Regions from separate parts of the Rattus norvegicus genome. Here region 1 is linked to region 2. A link is a contact called in public Hi-C data. All regions are on one chromosome and are shown on one strand. The core of a region is the stretch at or near the end of the contact, and the rest is flanking DNA. Distances in the headings are between cores, read along the strand shown.

Evidence for each region. Hi-C and Micro-C count contacts between places; a contact is called where the count stands out from the background.
Region 1: a Hi-C map of frontal cortex shows a contact between it and region 2, with 3 times the contacts expected there. The contact joins the promoter of Tob1 here to the promoter of Ebln1 in region 2. A contact is called at or near these places in 2 of 12 Hi-C or Micro-C datasets (frontal cortex and hepatocytes).

Annotation. Positions count from the first base shown.
Region 1 is chr10:79,656,985-79,663,833 of GRCr8, forward strand. Tob1 (transducer of ErbB-2.1) reads left to right here and starts at 3,009. Exons shown (of 1, transcript NM_133317.2): 1 at 3,009-5,047. The coding sequence starts at 3,159. The coding sequence ends at 4,259.
Region 2 is chr10:79,430,913-79,437,489 of GRCr8, forward strand. It overlaps Ebln1 (endogenous Bornavirus like nucleoprotein 1), which reads left to right and starts at 4,635. Exons shown (of 5, transcript XM_039087860.1): 1 at 4,635-5,726; 2 at 5,728-5,931; 3 at 6,103-6,140; 4 at 6,143-6,256; 5 at 6,259-6,577. The coding sequence starts at 5,704. The coding sequence ends at 6,512.

The sequences.
Region 1 (6,849 bases), core at 1,759-4,258, 220 kb after region 2:
TATTTTTAGCCAAGAGGAACGCCCCGTTCCACTCCCGACGTTAACTCGGATTTCTGGGCTGCAGGTTGTGGAAACGGCGCCTCTCCGCGCTCCTGGAGTCTCTTGCGTCCCCATTCCCTAGACACCCGTGCACAGTTCAGAAACCAGCAGGTTCCTCAGCAAGGCACCGTGTTTATTTTGTGGGCCTGGGTGAAAGCCCTCAAAATGCACGCGTGGGCGCATACACAGTCACATAGGCAGTTTGGCAGCGCGTCGCTCTCCGGGATCTTTGATATAAGACAATTTCTTTCTTACGGTCTCAAGCAACCCTCATGTCCGAGCTGCTGCCAGGTGACCCGGGGAAATCTGGCCAGGGGGGCTGCAGAGGCAGTTAAACTGTCACCTGGGCGGGAGGTGCAGCAACGTGGCCTCCCTTCCCCGCCCCCAGGTTCTGCAGTTGTCACTCTCGGGGTGGCAGTTGGCCTAGGTCCTGCGGGGATTAATACTCAATGAATCGGAGCACGAGTCCGGGTCACCCCGGGGTGGGCTGGAGACCCACAGGATAGCTCGCCCAAGAGTGGGGTTCTCCTCAGCCGCAGTCGCACTCGGAAGCAGCCTTTTCCGTGTACTCTGCCCTCCCTCCCCCAGCCTCGGCCGCCCCTCCCGGTCGGCCTCCGCCCGGTCGCCACCTGCTCCCCCTCTCTCCCCCTCCCCCTCAGGCCTCCGGCGCCCTGCCGCCCCACCCCTATCTCCCTCCTCCAATCCCGCTCCAAGGCCCCCCTTAACCCCGCCCCCGGCCTCTCGGGCCTGTCAGATGATTGGTGGTAGCGGCGTTCGGGAGGCGTGACCATCTAATCAGCGGCTGTCTTGACGTGGGCAGGCGGGACTTGGCCAATGGCGTCGGGGGGCAGGGCAGGGGCGGAGTCGGCGCGGCCCCGGGGTGCCGGGTGGGGAGGGCGGGACTGTGACGCGAGCAGCGCGCACCCCCGCGGAGGCTGGGGGTGGGGAGGAGGCTATAAAACGAGAGGCGGGGCGCGCGCCGCGGCAGAAGGAGCGAAGCTCTGGCCCGGCGCGCTGAGGGCGCTGTACGGGGACGCAGGGCCGGGCCACCGGGCTGTATAGAGAAGCGAGCGCGCTTGTGTAAGCCTGCCGTCCCCGCCACCCCTGAGCCAGAGCAGCGAGCTCCCGGGCCCGCCCGAGGCGTCCGTCGCGCGTCCGGCGGTGGCGACGTCTTGCACCCGGCCGCCTCGCCGCTCCCGACCCACCCGCGCCCCCGCCCGCCGCCCCTTCTCCCCCGCCCAGCCGCTGCTCGGCGGCGGCCGCAGCTCCGGAGCAGCCTGTAAGTACAGTGGGGCGGCGGCTAGGGGCCGAGGGAGTGGCTGCAGCGTCCTGCGAGCCCGGGTGCGGAGGGGCGGCCGCGGGGACCCAAGGGAATGGAGTGGCTCCGGGGACCGGGTCCCGAGGCTCGGCGGCCGGCCGGCAACCGGGAAGAGGGAGCACCCGGGGTGGGGGCAGCGGCGCCCAGGCAGGGGGAGGGAGCGCCGGGATACAGGGATCGGGCCGGGACCGGTGCTCCGGGATGCTGGCTAGGTCCCAGGAGCCTCGAGCGGGGAGCAGAGGGGGGGACGGCAGGGTCAGGTTACGGCGGGGGAGGGGAAGGCAGGGCGGCCCGCCCCGCGACCTGCCGGTGCCCGGGGCCGCGTCCCTGGGGTGGCTAGAGAGCCTACTCTCCTTTTCCCCCGGCCGAGCTCCTCCTCCCGGAGCAAGGCTAGTAGTCTTCCTCCTCTTCCTCCTCCTCCTCCACCACCACCTCCGGCTGTTGCTGCTGCTATAGCGCTCGGGCTCCCGGCGCTGTGAGCAGAAATCTAATGAGACCCAACTGGCTGTTTATGTAATTCTTCACAGTCCTATGTTAAGGCGTTGCTTTAAAAACCACCTTCCACCCAGCCTGTCTGGGCTCGGCTGCACCTTTAAGCAATCCAGCTGAATCTGCTTTCTCTGCCTGCACTTGGGTTTCGGCTTGAAAAGTGTAGTTTGGGGGCTACAGGAAAGATTCTTTGCCCTTTGTCACCAAGAATATGGCAAATGGAACAGACAGATTAAGACCAGTTTGATTATTTTAAATGCCCTTTTTGATCAACCTCGTTGTACAAATAGCTCTCCCTTGGAAATACCTCTGTTTGCCCTTGATCTTTTCTTATCCCCACCCAGTGCTGATCCAGCAAACGTTTAAAGGTCGACCTTATCCCTCCAACCTCTCCAGGGACTGTCGTTTATCCGAAGAGGGAAGGAGATGGTTTTTTGAAAATTAGAACGAAACTCAGAAACTCTGCCCTTTAAACAGAGTAATCAATAAGAGTTTTAAGCTGCTTGTTTTTCTTATACTTGCAGCTGAGAGGAATTTCAGAATGTAGGAGGAGGCAGTACACAATAAAAAAAGAAAAAGGCTCCCAGAAGAGCAAGTTGTGTGAAAACCCTTGGCATGGTTAAATGTAGAGGGGATAATTTGGTTTCATTTACCAAGGTAACAGTCCATTTAGTACCTTTAATTTTTGTACCATACACTTTGAAAATTCAGAATATTTTTGTAACTTAATAACATTTCCCAATATTTAACATAAAGCAGATTTAAATGTGATGTTTCCAAAAGGAACTCGGGAGTCACTTCTAAAATGGTGACCAGCAAGGAAACTAGTGACCAACTTGTACAAGTGGAGTGTGGGGGGGTGGATGAGTGTGCAGTACCCGTTAGTAAACACTAGAAAGACAGGATACATACTCTGGAGGTTCCCTAAGTCCTGCTCCCAAACGGTGTGTAATCGCTTAGAGTGCTGTTTTAACTATAAACCTGTCTTGAACTTTAGCAAGAGATTGTTTTGTGGTCTGTTCCTTTATTCTGTAGCGGTATTTTCCAGTCTTTCTAGCCCAGTAGACACTTTCAAAAATAAAACTGCTTCAGGTAAAAAGCTTTTGGAGCTAGTCCATTGAGCTCACTTGGATGTGTTTGCTTTTGTTTTGTTTTCTTAAAGGAACAAGACCACGGAAGGTTGAAGGATAATCTTCTAGTACCAGCACTTTGAATGAGAATTTGTTTCTCTGCCACAAACTGATTTTTTTTTTAAATTTTATTTTTCTGGTGGAGGAGTTGAAACAAACCTACCTTTTGTGGCATCGCAGCTATGCAGCTTGAAATTCAAGTAGCACTAAATTTTATTATTTCCTATTTGTACAATAAGCTTCCCAGGAGACGTGTCAACATTTTTGGTGAAGAACTTGAAAGACTTCTTAAACAGAAATATGAAGGGCATTGGTATCCTGAGAAGCCATACAAAGGCTCAGGGTTTAGATGCATACACGTAGGGGAGAAGGTGGACCCGGTGATCGAGCAAGCGTCCAAAGAGAGTGGTCTGGACATTGACGATGTTCGTGGCAATCTGCCGCAGGATCTGAGCGTGTGGATCGACCCGTTTGAGGTTTCCTACCAAATCGGTGAGAAGGGACCAGTGAAGGTGCTGTACGTAGATGACAGTAATGAGAACGGGTGTGAGCTGGATAAGGAGATCAAGAACAGCTTTAACCCTGAGGCCCAGGTTTTCATGCCCATAAGCGACCCAGCCTCCTCTGTGTCCAGCTCGCCGTCGCCTCCCTTTGGCCATTCTGCTGCCGTCAGCCCCACCTTCATGCCCCGGTCCACTCAGCCTTTAACCTTTACCACTGCCACTTTTGCTGCCACCAAGTTTGGCTCCACCAAAATGAAGAACAGTGGCCGTAGCAGCAAGGTAGCACGCACTTCTCCCATCAGCCTGGGCCTGAATGTCAATGTGAACGACCTCCTGAAGCAGAAAGCCATCTCTTCCTCAATGCACTCTCTGTACGGGCTGGGCCTGGGCAGCCAGCAGCAGCCTCAGCCGCAGCCGCAGCAGCCGCCATCCCAGCCACCACCGCCGCCACCACCTCCACAGCAGCAGCAGCAGCAGCAGCAGCAGCAGCAGCAGCAGCAGCAACAGCAGCAGCAGCAGCCGCAGCAGCAAACCTCTGCTCTTTCTCCCAATGCCAAGGAATTTATTTTTCCTAACATGCAGGGTCAAGGTAGTAGTACCAATGGAATGTTCCCAGGTGACAGCCCCCTTAACCTCAGTCCCCTCCAGTACAGTAATGCCTTTGATGTGTTTGCGGCCTACGGAGGCCTCAACGAGAAGTCTTTCGTAGACGGCTTGAATTTTAGCTTAAATAACATTCAGTATTCTAACCAGCAGTTCCAGCCCGTAATGGCTAACTAAAAAAACAGGAAAAGAGAGAACATGTGTCGTACAAGTTAAAATGCATCGGCCCAAGGGGGACTTTTTTTTTTTTTTTTGCCTCCTTGAGATTTTTTTTTTAAGCTTATAGTAAGGATACATTCAAGCTTGGTCACAAAATAAAACATGCATCTTTTTTCATTTGCCAACCAAGCACAATGTTATTTTATACTGACTGTATATTTTAAAGTATACTTTCAGATATGGCCTCTTACAGTATTTAAGATATAGCAAGGACATGGCTGATTTTTTTTTATATATATATATAAAAAATTGGCACTAATAAGTGGGTTTATTGGTCTTTTCTAATTGTATAATTTAATTTAGTACAAAGTTTGTAAACTATCAGAGGATATATATATATATACATATATATATTGTTTCTACGACACGGTATTGCATTTCTATCTTTTTACTACAGTGATCTGTGGCAGCGGCTTCATGTTGTATTTTTTTTACTGAAATTGTAAAATATCCATCTTAAAGACATCAACTATTCTGAAAATTGTGTACAGGATATTCCTTTAGTGGTGGAATTAAAATGTACGAATATTTGCTTTTTCAAAAAAATGTATTTTCTGTTAAAGGTTTAAAGATTTTTGCTATATATTATGGAAGAAAATGTAATCGTAAATATTAATTTTGTACCTATATTGTGCAATACTTGAAAAAAAAACGGTATAAAAGTATTTTGAGTCAGTGTCTTACATGTTAAGAGGGACTGAAATAGTTTATATTAAGTTTGTATTAAAATTCTTTAAAATTAAAAATGCCTATCATGTGGTCTTTTGCTAAAAGCCTGTGCTCATGAAGAAGGAAGATGTGGCTCGCTGAGTCAGGGAGCAGTAATGGAAGGCAGGGCTCTGCCAGAGCATCGGTGGCGCTTGGTAGAGTGTTTGCCTCAAAAGCAGAAAGCCATGGGTTCAATCCCCAGCACCCTATGAATGTCAGTGGTACGTGCACACCTCTACTCCAGCATCCATCTAGGAGAGAGCCGTGGGGTAGGAGGACGTCGTGTAATCCCTCAGCATCTATTTAAATTGTGAGAAGGAAGTCAGGAAATGCTAGAAAACCCTTCACCTTTTACATTCAGCCATGGTCTGTAGCTAGAATTTAGGGTTAAACCCATGCACAGTTGGGAATGTTCATGTCTGTTTCTTTTCCCAGTAAAACATCTACATACTGTGATTTTGGGGGTGGGGGGATCATGGTATCCAACCTAGTTAGGGCCTTTAACGGATACTGATAATGCCTGAAATTATAGAATCTTAGGAGTTTTAAAAAATACTTAAGTTTTTGTTTTGTTTTGGCTGATGAGTTAAAACACCATCAAAATGGCAGATGTGTTGACAAATGCCTTTAATCCCAGCAGCACTTGAGGCAGACTTAGTTCCAGGCCAGCTGGAGCTAACATAAATAAGACCCTGCCTTTTAAAGCAGAACAAAACCTTTAAGACGAGTCATTTTACTGTTTAAATGTTTGCTGATATGTGATAGAATATTGGTGAAAACATTGCCTTGAACTGAACGGCTCAGCTTTTCTAGTAAGGCACCAGCACTGTCTGAGTTACAAGTGAAATGAGAGTTTTAGACACAAACCTACAAAAGCCTTTTGTCACCCAAGCTGTCTAGAGCAATAAAAGTTTTAAGGCAACAGGCACTGAAATAACAAGGAAGCTGCCCCTTGTACTCATGGTGAGGCCTTTGTCTCTTGGGCAGAATGAGGCTCTGAAGTACTAGAGTAGAGAGTGGAGCCTCACAGGTCATCCATTCTGAGCTTTTGGGATCACCGTTTGGATAGCAACAGTCAAGCACCAGGTGACACAAGTCCGTGAAGTTATCATAGCTTTAATTTGGAAGAAAAAGCTAGCATTAACACTTGTTCAAAACGTCAGGATAAGACAGCTGGCCAACAAAGACAAAAGGATTTGTGAAGACAACATGAATCCTTCAGCTCTTCGAGAAAGGTCATCTTGATACATTCGTGTTGATTTGAGACAGATTATATTTTATCTTGATTGGTTTCAGAAAAACCTGGTTTGGGCTTTTTTATAAGAGAATGATCAAAGGCCCTGTTTGTGTGCACTCCTGTTTTTTTCCCTCCCTACGAGTGGAAATTCTCTTAAAGGAACTTGTGTCTAACAGGTTTAGAAAAGCTTGAGTCTTAATCCCAGATCTGTTTTCTCCCCACTGTCATCTGCTTCGGGTCTTCTGAGGGAAGACTGTTTCACTTACAGTTTGAGAAGTTATATTCCTAGATGTAGCCCATCTTTTCGAGCTCCAGTAGGGATAGTTCTTGTACCAGCCTCTGCATGCTCAACCCTAGCATGCAACAAGCATTCTCCCTGGGGGTTGGGGGACTGGTGGTAGCTTCAGAGTTTAGTGCATCCACTGCCTAAGATCCATAAAAAAAAAAAAAAAAAAAAAACAAAAAACCAAACTTTTGTTTCTTTTTGAAGCAAGATCTTAAATAGTTCCATGCCTCCAATTCATTTTATAGCTGATGATCACCTTGAACCCCTGATCCTCCTGCCTCTACCTCCCAAGTGCTGCGATCACAGGTGACTCCCAT
Region 2 (6,577 bases), core at 3,385-5,884:
TATTATTGTTTGTATTTCCTGTGATTGGTCATTTTGCATGCATATCTGTCTGTACACCATGTGCATGCCTGGAGCTGGAAGGCAGCTGCAGATCCCCTGGAACTGGAGTTACAGTTTTGAACCTCTATCTGGACGCTGGGAACTGACCCCTATCTTCTGGAAAAGCAGCTGGTGCTCCTAACCGCTGAGCCATCTCTCTAGCCATTCGTGAACAGCTAGAAGTGTGAGACCCCAGTATACCTCGAGTTCCCATGGCTGTTTTTAAACAATTCTTTTCTTTCTCTTCTCTTTTTCTCCTCGTTGTTTTGAGACACAGTCTTCTTATATAGCTCATGCTGGCTTAGAATTCAATAATTTAGTCCTGGTTGATCTCAAAGTCATGATCCTCCTGCTTCAGTCGCCTTCATGATTAAAATTACAAGCCTGTGCCCTCCAGAGAGAACATGTTCTTTCCTTGCATATAAAATTCTTGTTTCGTTAGAAGGGATATCTGCAGGGATGAATCTTCCTTGTTCCAACCCACGGTCTCATGTTCAATGAGATATCGTTTTGGACTTAAGGACTTGAAAGTAGTACTCACTCCTAAAAGAGGAACTTGGAAGCTTAGTGTGTGGGTGTGTAGGTGTGTGTGTCTCCCTGCTGGTCTGGGACTTGGTATGTAGACCAGGCTGGCCTCAAACTCACAGAGATCCACCTGTCTCTGACTCCTGGGTGCTGGAATTAAATGCATCTGCCAAAACGCCTGCCACTGTGTCCAGCGTGTCGAGCACTTTTACCTGGGCCTTTGACTTGGGAACTTGAAGTGATAGAAGTGTGTAATGGAGCTCTGAACTGACTGTCACTAGATCAGGACACTGGTTCCAACATGACCATAAACTTCAGATGGTTCCCTCATTGTAAAATGATGGGCTTGGGTGCCACTCGGTGCTGACTGACAAACCTCAGAAGGCTGAAATCTCTCATAGAGCAAGAAGTAACTGTCCTGCAGAGAGCTGCTGGCCCTCTGGGAAAACGCCAAGGCAAAGGAAGACAGTGGAAGCTGCAGCCTCTCTGCTGTCCCTTGTTAGACTAAGCTAGGTAGTGAGTGTTTCTTCCCTGCTTCTGATGTGTGGGGCTGTGGATTGGCAAATGGAGAGGACGCTTAGGTTTTCATCTGGCTCTGTTGTCCCTGCTAAAAATAAGCCACGGGTGCCAGACAAGCTGAGTCATTTTCATACATGGCTACGTGGAGGAAAAGTGACAAAGGTCACCAAGGACTATTTCCTTTCTGACCGGACACCACCCTCGTTCCAATCAGCCCCTCTTTTTTCTGTTTTCTTTTTCTTCCAGATAAGCTGTATATCTTAAATAGAAACTGTTTCGACAGCACAGTATTGTGATTTCGTTTGCTCACATCCTGTTTCTGCTTAGGGACTGACCTCGTCTTAGATTTCATTTCTTCATTTCTTTGGTTTTTCCTTTTTTGAGGAATAGAAGTTGATTCTCACTTTTGTAACTGCCCTTTACGATGTGTAGACCGGTTTCATAAGTAGTCATCCCCCTGGTGATGTGGCAACAAGAGGACAGGTTCTAGCTAGCTGACTAGTGTTCTGTCTTCCTTCTCCCCTCCTCCAAACAGAATCTTACTCTGCAGCTCAGAGCTCAGGCTGTACTGGAACTCACTGGGTAGCCTAGGCTGGCTTCTCACTTATGCTAACTTTCTACCTCAGCCTCTGGAGTGGTGGGATTACAGGAGTGAGCAACCGTGCCTGGTAGAAGTTAACCCTTAACAAGAATGGATCTTCAAGGTCATCCCCATGAAATCTGCTTAAAGAATGTTGGGGGGGGCAGATGCAGCTCAGGGGCACTTAGTATGTCCAGGGCACTGCCAACAACAGCAACAAGCCTTTCAAAAGAAAAAGCCATGGAACACTGAAAAAATATTCTTGACACTTTTCAAGAGGCCAGCATTCCATAACCAACTGCCTCTCCAAACATGTTACGGTTCGTATGGAGTGATGAGTCACTCGGCCTTGTACACAGCTATACCAGCAGGCCTGAGCCCTGAGAGCTCTCTTTCTCTTTCAGTGACGTTCTCTCTTTTCCTAGGTGGGAAAACATGTGTGTGAAACAAGAAAAACTCAGTGTCAGACAGAAATAACTGTAGCCATGTCCTAAGTCTGGCTACACAACTGCACTGGTGATTCCAGCGTTCCCTGATTATAACCATTGTGCTTAGGAAGAAACTCCTCCCTTCCTTCCCTCACCCACCCCCATCTCCTCCTCTTGCAGTTTCCACTATTTCTGAAAGGGTAAGGAATCTCTTGGAATGGAATTTCCTTCCCCTCAGGAATCAAAAGCAAACACTCCGAAGTCCACACTGACTTGTCCCCCCACCCCCACCCCACCCCCCGACAACTCTCGGTCTTTATGATCATCTCAGTCCTTGGCGGTTAGAGGTGAGTTCTGGGAATCAGAGTCTACTCTTGCCCATAAAATTAGGAACTCACTACCCCAGGCTCCTGTTACTGCTACTAAAAACATGTCAGAATTTTACTATTAATCTGTACGAGTTTGTGTGTTGCGTATGATGTACCTTAAAGTGGACGCCAGCACGAGTGCGGCCCTGTACAAATGTGGATAGAGGTCAGAGGACAACTTTCTGAAGTCAACCGTCCACTCTGGTTTCCAGGAGTCAAACTCAGGTCGTTAGACTTGCCTGGCAGGAGCTTTATGTGCCCAGCTATCCTAACAGTCCATTTATTTTTACTTCAAGAATTTTTAACATTTTGTTTGATTTGAGACAGGGACTCTGATAGGTTTTTCTCTGCCAGTGAAATGAGCCAATTCACATCAGATTAACACACAAGCACACACGCACTTGGGTTTATTGAGAAGCTGGTCTCCTCTAGGCGAGTTCAATGGCCCCGAGGAAGGAGGCCAGGGAAGTTGCCACAGGGAAGAAAAGAGGGGAGGATAATGATAGAGAAGCAGTGGAGACACAAAGAGAGGGAGAGAAGGAGAGAGGATATAGGGAAGAGTGTCTAGGAGAAGGGCGTCTGAGCACCTGGGCTGGGAAGATCAAGGTTGAGGGTGGGGTGTGCCAGGTAAGGACTGAGGGATGCTGGGAGAACCTGGAGGCCAGGTCTGCTTTGGTATGTAAAATAAGCACATAAGCCCCCTGTCCATGGGTCTGAAACCAAATACCCCAGCCTTTTCTTGATAGTAAATAAGGGGTAAAGTAGTTGTCTGTGACTACTTCCCGCTGACAATAGGGTGTCATTACTGGGGGGTGGGGGAGCAAAAGCTGGAATGTTGGCCAAGTCCAGGAAGAGCTGGTTGTTTCACTGCTGTCCAGGCTGTGAGACTGCCTAGAGGTAGGAGTGTGTAGGCCTGGCTGAAGCAGTCTGTGAGGCTGGGCCAGAGCTCCTGTGGGTAACTGCTTTGAGCTGTCCTGAATGCAGGCTCTGAGTAAACACCTGGACTTGGCAGGATGCTGGAACAGATGTGTGTGTGTGTGTGTGTGTGTGTGTGTGTGTGTGTGTGTGTGTGTGTGTCTGTGTGTCTGTGTGTCTGTGTCTGTGTCTGTGTCTGTGTCAGGGGCAGAAGATAAAAGTTAAGGAGTTTTTGGACAAAAAATCTTTTCTTGGTTGTACATTTGAAACTTCTAGGCTTATGGTCTTGATACTTGGAGGAGGTGAAGGTGTGGGGCTGGTGGGTGTTCCAGGGAAAGGGGAATAGATCTTACTCTTAGAAATAGGCAGGTGAGGGGTTGGGGATTTAGCTCAGTGGTAGAGCGCTTGCCTAGCAAGCGCAAGGCCCTGGGTTCGGTCCCCAGCTCCGAAAAAAAGAAAAGAAAAGAAAAAAAAAAAAGAAATAGGCAGGTGAGAGGGAAACTGTTGATTGACAGTACTCGTCTGGAGTCCATTTGACCTGTGAGGGGTGGATGCAAATGGATTCCCTGAAGCTTATAAGAATCTTTTTTAAGTTTACAAAATGATAAATATTTTCAATTACTTTCCTATCACTCTCAAAGTTTTTTTCATATCCTCTAACCTTCATAACCTCCATTGACCAACCTCAAAACACCTTCCTAGACCCTTAAATACTTTCTTAGAAGTTTTCACATCCTCAGACCTTACATAAATTTTAAATCTTTTCCTATCCAAACTATGTTTCACTATGTGGTCCTGGCAGGTCTGTTAGGTCCCAAAGAAACCTGGATCGAGTCTCAGTACCTGTGGCTCCTCCTAGCACTTTTAACCCCTCCGCTCCCCTAAAGTTCTCCAACTAAAGCTCTCCATCTTCACTTTGTTTCTTTTCCTACAGTTTCTTTGATTTCCACATAACCAAGCCATTTTGATTTTGCACTTGTTTTTCTGGTCTCCTGGCTGGCTCTTGGTTCTCCTCTCTTAGTTCACTTCCCCCTTCTCTCTTGTCTTTCCCCTCTCTCTCTCTCCCTGCCTTTCCTCTCAAGGCCCTTACAGCCCAGTTCAGTCTGGATCATTCCAGATGCCTCTGGCTGTCCTCTCCCTCCTGTCCAGTGTAAAACCTTTTCCTCAACCATACCTAGGGGCGGTCATGCTCTCATTTTTTTGGGGGGGGCAACAGATCCCATTACAGATGGTTGTGAGCCACCGTGTGGGTGCTGGGAATTGAACTCAGGACCTCTGGAAGAGCAGTCGGTGCTCTTAACCACTGAGCCATCTCTCCAGTCTCCTTATTTTCGTTCATAGTCCAGTCTGGCCTTGAACTGCAGAGATCCTCCTTACTCTGCCTCACGAGCGCTGGAACAAAGGTGTATACTACAACTAGATGCTTTATTGCTTTTTAATAGAGGAAGTGAAAGGGTGACAGTCATTTGTAACTGCAGCGCCCTGTTGTAGTCCAGTAACAGCTCTGCTCAGTTGGTGATGATGCTCAGTTCACTCCCGTCTGGCAGAGATTGACAAATGGGGAATCTTTTGGTTCTGGTGTTCTATCATGGCAATGTCTGTCTCCTTGTTCAGCTTCACCAGAGACACAAATTATAGTCTGGAGTGTGTGGGTGCCCAGTACATGAGCTTGCTCATATTTGATCACGTATGGAGTAATGGAAGGGATCTCAATGCTCTCTTGACCTTCCTCCCCCGCATTTTCCAAGTCATCTAGTCTTACATCCTCCTGCACACAGTCAAAGTCACATCATCATAGGAGAGAAAGGAGAGAGTGCAGACAGACAGGGATCGTTGAACCTAAATTCTTTCTTCTTTCTTTATTGAGCACAACCACTAACAAATTGCAACCAACACTCCCTGAACGATCAACAACCACCAAACCAACCTATTGGGCCTCTAGTATTTATCTAACCTCTGAAAAAATCCTGGAATTCCAAATATCACATAACGGCAGAAACTGCTTGCAGCTGGCAAAATGGTGCCCTGATAGCGCATGAGGCAATCATAGCTTCAGCAAAGCAGTCTGAAGCAGCTCCATATCCCCACTCCTGGGGTTAAAATGAAAACATAAGAACATGCCCAAAGGTCAGAGAAAAGGAGAAAGCCAGACCCCGTTGAATTGCCTTCCTCTGGGGATGAGGTTGAACATACAGAGACTGAGCCAGTAGACATCGGATTCTCACTGGATTTCAAGTTGAGTAGTGACTGCAGAGAATATCCTGGAGATGCAACAGACCCTCACCCAGGAATCGGCAAGAGGAGGGAAACAGATATCGACACATTGTCTATGCTAAACCATGAGCACAGAGCAGTTTCATCCAGCCACTGGCAGCTTGATATTTATGTGCTACCTATTCCCAGGGATGTGGAGTCTCCTGCAGTGGCTGGAGTCTCTGAGCGATCATACCTCACAACACCAGTGCAGGATAAAGATGGCCCTTCTTATGAGACACCTGTGCCCCACCAGGAAGGTGTTAAGGAATGAGTTCTTGTATCTCTTGAAATGTCTTCCATAGTTGGTCACTTTTGTATACTTCTGATTAGACTTGTTATTGGATCATCTGGGAAGATTTGAAGTGGGTTGAAGCAAATCAAACACCAAGTTGCCGAGTTAAGACCCTCAGGTCACCTTGGGAAAACGAGGCCATGCTGAAGCTGAAACGCACCTCAACTCCTACCCGCCAAGTGCTGCCACTCATTGGCTCAACTCCCAGCCCTGGTTAGGTCCTTGCTGTTTGGATTCTTATCAATTAAATTCCGGTCCCCTTGAAAGGAGATCATGAACCAGACTTGGATGGAAGCATCATATGCCCAAATGACTACATACGTGCTGAACAAACAAATTTGGAACAGTGCATGGATGGAACAATTGCTCTATCGAAAGTTGCTTTTGAGATTCTACCTTTCCTGTCTGTGGAGAAAATTTTCAAGAAGCACCTTAGTGAATGGTTTGAATTCATAGGTGCTCTCTGGCAAAATGACTCCATCAAACTTGTTCCAGGAGCATTTCTGAACTTTTCGGCAGCAGCACTTTTTGGGAGCAAGCTCCAGAGTGCAATGATGATGGCATTCAAAGCCTTCTATCATTCAACCTAGTTCAACCTGGTTCAACCTTGATGGAGCCTTATTACATAGGGCTAGAGCCAAATCATACAATCAGG